3 separate regions of the Sus scrofa genome follow, and all the other regions are linked to region 2. The links are chromatin contacts, called in public Hi-C maps. All regions are on one chromosome and are shown on one strand. Each heading gives the region's core, a stretch centred on a gene start, on an enhancer-like site or on the middle of the called end of the contact. The rest is flanking DNA. Distances are from core to core; before and after follow the strand shown.

Region 1 (3,929 bases), core at 732-3,231, 77 kb after region 2:
GGCGGTGTACAACAGATGAGATGACTTCGTGCCCCGATAAGGAAGCACAAAGCCCCCTCGTGCAGAGGAGGCGGCGGGAGGGAGGGGCCTTAGCGCCCCAGCACAGTGCCTGCCTCACTCTCACAGCTGCGTCGAGTCCGCGAAGCCGCTGATGCCCCGCCACGTGGCACTCCCGGCCAGTTCACGGGCCTTGCTTCAGCTCGAGGCTGAGAGGCCTGGCTCCCTGCTCCCAGCACTTAGCGTCCAAATTTCTGGTGTCCTGGGAGAAGCCCAGCATATCCCCTCTGGTGCCTTCCCAACCGGAGCCACGGGCAGAAGGCGCCGGAGACAAAAAGGGGCCCAGAAGGCGTTTTCAGATGGAAGGAGAGGGAAATCTCTTTTCCATTTCTCCATGGAGGACCCAAGGATAAAGCTGATTACTGCTCGCCCTCCAGCTCCGGGACGCTCCAACCTGCAAACCACAGCCTGAAAGAGAAACCTCTGCTGCCAGAGGTGCTGATGGGGAAACGATTTAGACCTTTGAAAGTTAAGCAAGGGGTTTATCTTTGGGTCTTAAATTCGGCAGAAAGGTCAGGATAGAAATGAGGTCTCCCCCCAAATGCAAGTCTGATCTATCGTTACCGTGCTGGACACGGAAACTCAAGCCGAACAGCCACGTCTGTGCCTTGCGGGCCCCTACACAGGATCTCAGGATCGCCTGATGTGTTAGGAGGTGACTCGGAGTAAAAGCTCTCTTGGGGGACTCAATCAGGCCTGGGTTTAGATCCCAGCTTGGCCCCTCTTATGATCTGGGCCACTTCTGTGACTCTCTGAGCCTCAGCTTCCTCCTCTGGGAAATGGGCACACAACCACCCTGAACAGAACCTTTTGAAAGTGACAGGCTCCGACATGAACAGGGACCCACCCCAGCAAACCAGGGCTGTCTCGGGAGTCAGCACCCAGAATGCGCTCCAAGAACGCCACCTCGGCTTGGGGCCTCCCGTTCTCAAGCCCAGGTCCTCTCGGACACCCCCTCGCAACTCTGAAGTTTGTTTTGGTGGCCAGTGGCGGAGACAGGGAGGGTGGTTCCTACTCTGACGAGGCAGGTGAGCTGACCCTGGAGCAGAGGCTACCCCGTTTTATGTGCCTGTTGCGGACGTGAGGTGGGGCACTCCCTTCGGCGACATCGGAGTGGAGCTGCTGTCCCAGAGGCGTCCAGGGGGCGTTTTGCAGACCCTCCCTGGCCCCGGTCAGGCCCTGTCTGCAGGGCCCAGCATCTGAGAAGCCCCTTGGAGCTGGCGGCTCGTCGTCGGCCGCCTTCCTCCGGGCACCACGCTGACGTTTCTCCTTCACCATCTTCGAAGCTGCCCGTCCTTTTCAGGAGAAGAAGGCAAGGCCGTGGTCTGACGTTCCAGGAACCCCTGAAGGAGGAATGCGGAAAATCCAACGGGCTGGGCCCCATCCAGCGGGTCCTCCGGGGAGAGAAGGGATTTCGCAGGCTAATGGCTGGGCCTCCGACGCTGACATCTTCTTATGATGTACTTAAGTCCGGTTTGTTTTGCTTTCTGTCTCCACAACAATTACCGAGATTTATTTTTTATTGCTCCGGTTCACTCTGCCAGGACCACACTTCCTTTTCTCTTTAAAGGAACAGCCACCCCGCATGGAGGGGCCTAGGAAGTGAGCATTTTCAATTGCAAAAATGAAAATAAACAAGGCTGCACGCCTCTTCTGGAGCAGGCCGCTGCTTCCCCGGTGCGCAGTGCCAGAGGGGCTTCTGGCTCTTCTCTGCTCGACACATGGGTTCACCCCGCGACTCCGCTGCAGCCCCTGTGAGGCCGGTTGTCACAGAGACACTGTCTTCCCTGGGGGCTCCTCAGAGGACCCCCGGGAGCTCAAAGGCACTTTGTTCTCAACGCCGGGTGACGGGGAAGAGGAGTGTGAGTTTCCCAGTGCTGCTGTGCCTTTCCAAGGTGCCAGTTTGGACTAAGGGCCCCGTGGGTGTCTGGTATCTGGCCTGGCCCTGTCTTTCCTGGGAGGCCCTCTGCTAGGAAGGTGAAGCGCCCTGCTGGTGCCATGCGGCGAGGCGGGGCCATTCCATGGAGGGAGAGGGAGCACCAGGGCCAGGTGGGCACCGTCCCTCCAGATCCTGGCTGTGGGACCCGGGAAAGGCACGCCCCCTCTCTGAGCCCTGGTTTCACCCGGGAAACCCCTGCCTGCTTGGTGGCTGTGAGCATCCCCGAGACCACGGTGGCAATGGGCTTGCCAGCCTGGCCAAGGTGCCCGTGATATGATGAATGGCGTGTAATGAATGGCTGCATCTTGAGACAGGAGATGGACCTGGATTCTCCGGGTGGGTCCCATGCAACGACAAGGGCCTTCTAAGAGGGAGGCAGGAGGTCAGAGTCACAGGAGGAGATGTGACGACAGAAGTAGAGTGACATGGGCCCACCAGCCAAGGGAGTGGGCGCCTCGAGAAGCTGGAAAAGGCACAGGAACGATTCTCCTCTGGCGCCTCCAGAGGGAACCAGCCCTGCGACACCCTGACCCGACCCAGTGAGACCCACTTCTGACCTGCCGACGGTGAGAGCCCACCTGTGTCCTTTAGGCCTCTAGGTCTGTGGTCACTCGCTCCAGCAGCGCCAGGAAGGGAGCGCAGTGCCGGAAGCGGCCATCGCATCATCAGCAGTGGGGGCGAGCCTGCCCCCCGGCTGCTCTCAGGCTCCACGTTGGCCTCCCATGCCCTGGGAAGGCACGCCTGTCCCTCCATGCCCTCGTTCCCTCATTCATTCCTTCCTGAGCACCCAGAGTCCGCGAGACTCGCTGGGCCGATGCCCCCTGCCCTCGCTTGCTCCCCCATCTTGGGCGGAGCCAGAGTTACCTTCCAAAACCAGGTCAGGCCACACCCCCTCTGCCTAGGCCCCGTCCCCGTGTCCTGGTCCTTCCTCTGCCCTCCCTCTGGCTCTGCCTCCTGGCCCAGGGCACCCGTGCCAGCTGCTGCCCCTCGGTGCATGTCTCCCCCCGGGGGTGGGGAGGGGGGACACTGCCTCCCCCTCTTTGGGTCTTTACTCTTCTGCACCTTCTAGCCAGGCCCTCTCGAGCGCCCTCTCCCCTCTCCTGCTTCAGCCCCGTCCCTTCGCAACCCCCACATTTTCCTCTTAGGCATATGCTTTCCGTCTCCCCGCTGGAAGTAAGCACCTTCAAGGCAGAGGTTTTCACTGATTTGTTCCCCGAGGTATCCTCAGTGCCTGCACACAGCAGGGACTCAACAAACAGTTGCAGAATAAATGAACACAGGCTACGGTCTTTAAAGCCAGATTCCGAGCAGCTCTTCAAACTCTTCTAGAGTCTCAGCATTTCATGTTCTACTTGCATTGGCTGCTGGCTCTTCTGGAAACACAGCTCTTGTTCAGGCCTCTGTAATTCTGCACAGGTGAACTCCTTCTCGGCCTGGTGAACTCCTATTCGTCCTTCAAAACCCAGCTCCTTTGCAGACCTTCCTCTAAATCTTTCATTCCCGCTGTTTGGTTCCCACCGCCCCCCCCATGCATTTCTAAAACACTTCATGCTTCCTTTTATTGGCGAATTCATTGTTTAGAGTTTGACTTTTTTTCCTCTTTTTCTGGCCGCCCTGTAGCATGTGGACTTCCCGGGCCAGGGATCAAATCTGAGCCAGAGTGAAAACATTCACCACAGCTGCGGTAACACCAGATCCTTAACCCACTGCATCAGGCAGGGGATTGAACTCGCATCCCTGCCACTGTGGAGACACCACGGATCCCATTGCACCACAGCGGGAATTCCAGAGTTTTTTTTAAACCCATCTGTTTCCCTGATCAGACTGTTAAGATGACTCTTCCTTGTTTGTTTCCTGTGCCATCTAGAGACTCCCTGACTCACAGCAGATGAACAGAAACACTGAGTGGATGGATGGACGGATGGGTTGGGTG
Region 2 (3,626 bases), core at 143-2,642:
ACGGCATACTCTCCCAAACCCTTTTCCTGGGGATCTCATAAACAGGGGATGCGAGAGTGAGGAGGGAAAAAGAATCCTAGCACCAGAAAGTTTTATCCGAACTCGTCTTCCCTACTCTACCGGACAGACAACTTCCAGAAGAACTCTCACTGGCATTTAGACCTTCTTAGAGGCGTCCTGCCCCGTCAGGGAAGCGAGCGGAGGGGGACCCGATTATTCGAGGTGTTGAAGAAATAAATACTCAGTCCACAAATAAACAAACTTTCCGGGATTCCTAGAGGGAAGCAGACAGCTTGGAAGGGCGAGGACCTCCGAGTTGCTCGAGGTCCGGATCTCGAAGTCTTCGGTCTCCGGGGTGCCTTGGACCTTCTGGATCGCTCCCCGCACCCTCCCACGGGGCCCCGGGGCCCAAATCACCGTATCCAACCGGGGTAATCCCAAGGGGCTCGGCCAGGAGCGGGAGGTGGGGGCCGCGCCTGGGGTAGCGGGGTGCCGCCGGCGGGGCCGCGGCCAGGAGCCCGCGCTCCGGACGCGCGTCTCGGGCGAAGCCCCCGCGGAGAGCGGCTCGGGTTTCTGCTCGCGGGCAGAGGAACCCAGCACTGCGCCGGCGGCCGGGTGGCTGGTGCATTGTTCCCGTCTTCGGGGAGCGCGGGAGTCGGCCTGTCAAAGGGAATTTATCTCTGGGAAAGGGGAGAGAAGCTGCGAAGCTGGGGTCGGGAGGGGGGGCTGCAGGCGTCTACCCGGGAGGGGAAAGTGGGAAATGAGCAGAATTTTTTCACCCTCTTCCCCAAACCCCACAAAACTGTTCCCCATGTCGTGGATTATTTGCCGAACCCACGGTGAATTCCAAGGATTAAATTCTCAAGATATCGCCACTTTCTGCACTTCGCCTTTCCCTATAGACGCCTCGGCCCGCCTCCTCAGGTTGGGGTGAGAGGCTCTCGGATTCTATATTTGCCTCCGAAACCTTTATAGGTAATTCTTGTCGGCCCCGAACCTGGATACTCCCCGTTGATTATTAATTATTTGCTTAAATAATAACACCCAGCGGAGGCCCGCCATTCCAATCCAGCACGTTTTCTTGGAATCCATTACACCTAGGCCGCGATAATTAGGAAATCTAATTATTCGCCTCATTATTCATTAATAAGAAAAATAGTCCCAGGTTCTTTGCTACTTACGAGGTCTTTGGGGAGATATTGGACTACATTAATCCATTCGATTTTATATCTCCAACTGACTTTTATCTGCAAAGGAGCGTCGGTTTGGTTTTTTTGTTTTTTTTTTTTTTGCTCTGGACACGTGGGCCCATTAACTAAAATGCGATAATAAAATAAATTTTAATAAGATATAACTTTAAAAAAAATCTTTTTTCAGCTGAGACGGAGCAGCAGAAGTCTGGTTCTGCGTGGCTGGGTCTTAGAGCCGACGGATTCGGCGCTCCTCGTCCTGATTGGTGCTAAGTCCCCACAGCGGCCAGGTTATTGGTCCAAAGTTCCCGGAGGGGGCGTGGCCGCAGGAAAGTAAAAACTCGCTTTCAGTAAGACTTTTGAAACTTTTCCCAATCCCTAAAAGGGACTTTGCCTCTTTTTCCGGGCTCGGCAGGGCAGCACTCTGGACCCCGACTCGCTGACCCTCAGCGCTACCGATTTGCCGGGGGGCTTGGAGAGCCGCCGTCCCCTTCCCGACGCGGACCGAGGGGGCCAGCCTCGGTCCACCGCGGTGCGTGGCGACTCTGCTCCGGCCCGGCCGCCCTCCCGGGCTGCCACCAGCCAAGTCCCGAGAGCGAGCGGGCGAGCGAACAGGGGCCGGCGCTGCGCTCTCCCGGGCGCGCCCTCCAGGATGCTGCCTCTCCCGGTCCGCTGAAAACGAGCGCCCCTTCCCGGCCCGAAGGCGGGAGCCCAGCGCCGGCGCCTCCTCCAGCTCACTCCTGAGGCTTCCAGGCGCCCGGGCTCCCCCCGCCGGTTCCCTTCCTCCCTCTCTCCTCTCTCGCTCGCGCTCGCTCTCACAGGGCCTTCCTCACGGTCCGTGCGCGCAGGCGGTGGCTAGCCGTCTCGGACGCAGCATGCAGGCGCGCTACTCTGTGTCCGACCCCAACGCCCTGGGAGTGGTGCCCTACTTGAGCGAGCAGAATTACTACCGCGCGGCGGGCAGCTACGGCGGCATGGCCAGCCCCATGGGCGTCTATTCGGGCCACCCGGAGCAGTACGGCGCGGGCATGGGCCGCTCCTACGCTCCCTACCACCACCACCAGCCCGCGGCGCCCAAGGACCTCGTGAAGCCGCCCTACAGCTACATCGCACTCATCACCATGGCGATCCAGAACGCGCCCGAGAAGAAGATCACCCTGAACGGCATCTACCAGTTCATCATGGACCGCTTCCCCTTCTACCGGGAGAACAAGCAGGGCTGGCAGAACAGCATCCGCCACAACCTCTCGCTCAACGAGTGCTTCGTCAAGGTGCCCCGTGACGACAAGAAGCCTGGCAAGGGCAGCTACTGGACCCTGGACCCGGACTCCTACAACATGTTCGAGAACGGCAGCTTCCTGCGGCGCCGGCGGCGCTTCAAGAAGAAGGACGTGCCCAAGGAGAAGGAGGAGCGGGCCCACCTCAAGGAGCCGCCCCCGGCGGCGTCCAAGGGAGCCCCGGCCGGGCCCCCCCTAGCGGACGCCCCCAAGGAGGTCGAGAAGAAGGTGGTGATCAAGAGCGAGGCGGCGTCGCCGGCGCTGCCGGTCATCACCAAGGTGGAGACGCTGAGCCCCGAAAGCGCGCTGCAGGGCAGCCCGCGCAGCGCGGCCTCCACGCCCGCCGGCTCCCCCGACGGCTCGCTGCCGGAGCACCACGCAGGCGCGCCCAACGGGCTGCCGGGCTTCAGCGTGGAGAACATCATGACGCTGCGAACGTCGCCGCCCGGCGGCGAGCTGAGCCCCGCGGCTGGGCGCGCGGGCCTGGTGGTGCCGCCGCTGGCGCTGCCCTACGCCGCCGCGCCGCCCGCCGCCTACGGGCAGCCCTGCGCGCAGGGCCTGGAGGCCGCGGGCGCTGGAGGCTACCAGTGCAGCATGCGCGCCATGAGCCTGTACACCGGGACCGAGCGGCCGGCGCACATGTGCGTCCCGCCAGCGCTGGACGAGGCTCTCTCGGACCACACGAGCGGCCCCACGTCGCCCCTAAGCGCCCTCAACCTCGCCGCCGGCCAGGAGGGCGCGCTCGCCGCCGCCGGCCACCACCACCAGCATCACGGCCACCACCACCCGCAGGCGCCGCCGCCCCCGCCGGCTCCCCAGCCCCAGCCGGCGCCGCAGCCCGGGGCCGCCGCGGCCCAGGCGGCCTCCTGGTATCTCAACCACAGCGGGGACCTGAACCACCTCCCCGGCCACACGTTCGCGGCCCAGCAGCAGACTTTCCCTAACGTCAGGGAGATGTTCACCTCCCACCGGCTGGGGATTGAGAACTCGACCCTCGGGGAACCCCAAGTGAGCAGCAACGCGAGCTGTCAGCTGCCCTACAGATCCACGCCATCTCTCTACCGCCACGCGGCCCCGTATTCCTATGACTGCACGAAATACTGACCTGCCCCGGCCCTCCTCTGCCCCGGCCCGCTCCGGCGTCGTCTCCCAGACGCGA
Region 3 (3,738 bases), core at 717-3,216, 110 kb after region 2:
GTTTGTCTACGGACAGTCTAAGTCCACAGATGTACTGAGGGGACTGTGTGTGTGTGTGCCCCTACGAGCATGCCTGTGTGTGCACAGGGAGGGATGGAAGGGCCCAGCTCTGCCTCTCTGCCTCCCCCACTCCCACCAGCCTGGGCTCTGTCCGCAGGCCAGCTCCCGGGGGCGGCAGGATGGCTGCAGGTGGCACCTGGGAAACCTGCTTTCCTGTTGGCTCCTAGGCGAGGGAGCCCCACTTGCACGGCAATCAGCCCTTCCTCTATCTGATGGGACACCACACTGGTAGGCGCCCACCCCCACCGCAGCAACAGCTGCCAGGGAACTGCCAAGAGCTGACCGGCTGAAGCCTTGGTCCCAAATCATGGGCCAGGGGTAGGGTCCCCTAATTAGGCCTCATCCCTGAGATGTGAGAGCCCCAGCACCTGCCAGTCACCTGGGGAGAGGGTAGAAAGTCGAAAAAAATTACTGCTCTTGCAGGGACCAGGAAGCTAGTGCGGATGCTGGCACAGCAATCAGCAGTGACCACGATTCCCATTTCACAGATGGACAAATGGAGGCCGGGGAGGATTACACTTGCCTGATGTTGCAGCCGGCCAGGCAAGCATTTGAAACCAGGTCTGTTTTGGCTTCAAAGTCCGTGAGTTTTCCATCATATCCTCTGATCCCTCCTTGTCGACTGAGGACAGCTGGGCCAGACAACATCGCAGGCTGCCAATTATCCAACCTACGACAAGGTGTTTACAGCAAAGATGCCCAGGGGGCACTCTTCACGACAGCCAAGAGGGGGAGGCAAGTCAAGTGCCGTCCGTGGCTGACCGGAGACGCACCGTATGGTCCGTCCACACATCCGCGCAGCGGGTATTACTCAGCTTCGCAAGGAATGAAGCACCGACACGGGCCCAACCTGGATAAACTCTGAAGACGTTAAGCTACGTGGAGCGAGGACTCAAATTTGTAAAGACAGAAAGTAAAACGGGGGGTGGGGGTGTCAGGAACTGGGGGAAGAGACTGTGTTTAGTGGGGACAGAGGGTCCCCTGGGAAGATGAAAAAGTTCCAGAGAAGGTCTAGGTCTAACCGCAATGTGACTTAATGCCGCAGAACTGTGCGGTTAAATCAGTGAGGTTTAAATCAGGTATATGTTGCCGTGATTTTAGAAAACTACGCGGTATCTTTAAAAGCCGCATTCAGGGGAAGGCAGCATGCTAATCCCTTGCGTGAAGCAGTTTTGCGGAAGCAGGGACAGCTGCCACTCCTCTGGTCCCTCTAAACCCTCCTGACTTCACTGCCCCCCCCGCACCCCTCCCGCCCCCGTCAGCCGTCCCGAGGCTCCTGAAGAGCGAGCAGCAGCGAGGTCTCAAAGCGTGAGCAGCAGCTTGCAAACGTTCCTCCCGTCGCACTCGTGGGCCTGACGTTGGAAATGAATGGTTTCCCGTTGTACCACTGACCCCTGTTGTGTGTTCTATTAATACCACATGTTACTATTCACGGCCACAGTTTCAGAGGAGCCTGGCCTTGTGCGTCCTCTGCCATCCCGCCTGGCATCAGCACAGCCCACGTGGGCGCAGAAGCCCAGGGCCTCCTCCACCCAGCGTGGTTCTGCCTCTCGTCCCGACCAGAAGGCAGGCGTGGGCAGGACGCAAGTCGTCAGGGGAAAGGTGGGTTTTATCAGCGCCACAAGACCCAGCGAAGCGGGCCCATGCTTTGTCAAACGTGCATTTGGCAAATGATTCCCTGTGGGCTGCAGAAATCCAGATGGAGGAAGTCTTCTAAGTGCGACGTCAGAATGGTACATCTGCTGAGCCCAACAAGTGCACGGGGCCAAGGGGAAGGAGTGGGTTGTCCACAAAATCTTAGAGCACGGATGTGGTTCTGGTGGCTCGTCCAAGAGAAGACAAAGGCCCAGTGTCCACACCCCCTGCGGGGCTGGGGCGTGGTTAGAGCTGGGGGAAGTCTAAGCCTCACCCAGAAGGGCTCTCAGTCTCACAGGCAGGAGACAGAGGCACGGGCAGGTGGGCAAGGTCAGTGGCCCAGGGCTGCCCAAGGCTGGACTTTGGCCCTGGGGCTCTGTGGCCTCGGCCCAGTGTCCTCTGGCCTCACCAGGCTGGACCAGGCAAGCAGCCGCTGACAGCGCGGCTTCGCTCCTCAAGGCACTGCCATCTACCGCCTCGCTGCTCTCCCCTGTGGGCAGCAGTCTGGGGCCTGGGCTCAGATGGGAGCTTACCTGACACCACGCCTGGTGCATAGTCACGGTGAGTCACGGAGAGGCCAACAGAGCACGACTGGGTGTCCGTGAGGGCTCCGCGGGGGCGCCGGGACAGGCCGGGTGGGAAGGACGGCGGTCCACAGAGGGCCTGCAGGAGCCCACTGCCGCATGCCCGCTGGGCGTCTCGTGGGGCTGAGACAGGGCTGGGACCGGAGGCTTGCCCCCTCGAGCTCTTTCGACGGCTCTGGTGGGTGCCTGCTCTGCTTTGACAGCGGTATTCAGAAGCCTGAAGCCGAGCAGGCCACTCTCACTTCCCCGGCCAGATCCCTCCTTCCCGCCGCCCGGCCATGTGCCTCGGGAGGCCACCTGCAGGGACGAGGCTCCCGTGCTTCCTGCTGGGCTCAGCCCGTGGGAGACGCTGGAAGCGGACTGGAGGGCAGGAGCAGAGAGGGGGAGGCTGGGGTGCTTCCGTCCTGCCCCTCCTGCCTGGCTGATGCTCGCCCGGCCCTTTCCCCCGCCCCTCCCAGCCAGGGGGCACTGGCTCCCACCCTGTCCGTCCCTGGACGCTTCCCCGTCCTTGTCAGTGCCCGGAACCCCGCCCTCGCTCCAGAAACACCCCGATACCTTCCTCCGTGAGCTCTGGGGGAGGCTGCTTTCCTGTCGAGACCATGCTGGGCAGAGGGGTGATCATCAGACCACAGGAGCGGTGACGTCTAGACTCAAGGCAAAGATAGCACATGTCTGCACAGTTGGGGACCCCCTCGAGAGCCCACCTCAAAGGCACGAATGTTACGGAAAAGTGACCCGGAGGCCTGGGCTGCTGCTGCAGGGTGGGGAAGTCTGCAGACACGGGAGCTTGTCTGGGGCCCAGCGGCTCCGCTCCCACCGAGGCGGAAGGGCCTCTGAGGCCTGAGGCTGGTCTGGGAGCTCGCCTGGAGTCCAGTCACGACCCCCCCCGCCCCCTCCCTCCCTCTCCCCCCACTCCCTTTCCTCAGGAAGCACAGAGTCAAGAAAGCAGATGTAAACCCCATTCTGCAGCTTTTCACCCAATTCAGCAGTTATAACCTGTGCTCCTTGGACCCTGAGCTACTTCCAGGGCCTCTTCACGACATTTTGGAATGTTACAAAATCACGCGTGGGCAAAAAATCCATTCAAAGTTCAGGGTAGACCCATGGAACTGAACAGAACAGGGACGAGATAGTTCATTACCGCAACTTACCTTGAAGGAACGACCTCTTGGCGAGTTTTGGTGTACTATTAAAGAATGACACCCACAACCAATAACCCACCTCTTAATTTCCAAATACATACTCACGTGTGGCCAGGCTTCTTTTCCTAGGCACCAGATTGAAAGCAGACGCAGATGCGAGAACCCCGCTGTTTCTGTTAAGCCAGACATTAAACAGGTTTGCAAACATGGACAAGGTGAATCTTCACGCTACTTTTCTCTTTTGAAAAATAGGATTATTTTTTTCCAAAATAGGTCAAATGTGTTCCTATACAATGGGCTTATCCCTGTGCTCACTT

The links. Hi-C and Micro-C count contacts between places; a contact is called where the count stands out from the background.
Region 1: a Hi-C map of skeletal muscle shows a contact between it and region 2, with 3 times the contacts expected there. The contact joins the enhancer-like site here to the promoter of FOXC2 in region 2. A contact is called at or near these places in 1 of 5 promoter capture datasets (liver), 8 of 47 Hi-C or Micro-C datasets (embryonic fibroblasts, heart right ventricle, mesenchymal stem cells and 3 more) and 1 of 2 datasets of contacts at active chromatin or transcription factors (skeletal muscle).
Region 3: a Hi-C map of skeletal muscle shows a contact between it and region 2, with 3 times the contacts expected there. The contact joins the enhancer-like site here to the promoter of FOXC2 in region 2. A contact is called at or near these places in 4 of 47 Hi-C or Micro-C datasets (alveolar macrophages, embryonic fibroblasts, mesenteric adipose tissue and 1 more).

Annotation. Positions count from the first base shown.
Region 1 is chr6:2,476,118-2,480,046 of Sscrofa11.1, reverse strand. All of the region lies in intron 6 of LOC106510452 (a long non-coding RNA gene), which reads right to left. LOC106510447 (a long non-coding RNA gene) reads left to right here. Exons shown (of 2, transcript XR_001308949.2): 2 at 1-3,929. Among named protein-coding and RNA genes, the nearest start is that of FOXL1, 67 kb to the left of the region's middle. Within about 2 kb of position 1,981, at least 20 of the 83 cell types and tissues checked have an H3K27ac peak or open chromatin away from gene starts, as enhancers often do. A contact at or near this core is called in mesenteric adipose tissue, retroperitoneal adipose tissue and skeletal muscle, where this site is marked.
Region 2 is chr6:2,552,807-2,556,432 of Sscrofa11.1, reverse strand. FOXC2 (forkhead box protein C2) reads left to right here and starts at 1,392. Exons shown (of 1, transcript XM_021093694.1): 1 at 1,392-3,626. The coding sequence starts at 2,066. The coding sequence ends at 3,571. It also overlaps a transcript of MTHFSD not described here.
Region 3 is chr6:2,446,374-2,450,111 of Sscrofa11.1, reverse strand. LOC106510452 (a long non-coding RNA gene) reads right to left here. Exons shown (of 7, transcript XR_002344453.1): 2 at 1-3,738. Among named protein-coding and RNA genes, the nearest start is that of FOXL1, 97 kb to the left of the region's middle. Within about 2 kb of position 1,966, at least 3 of the 83 cell types and tissues checked have an H3K27ac peak or open chromatin away from gene starts, as enhancers often do. A contact at or near this core is called in skeletal muscle, where this site is marked.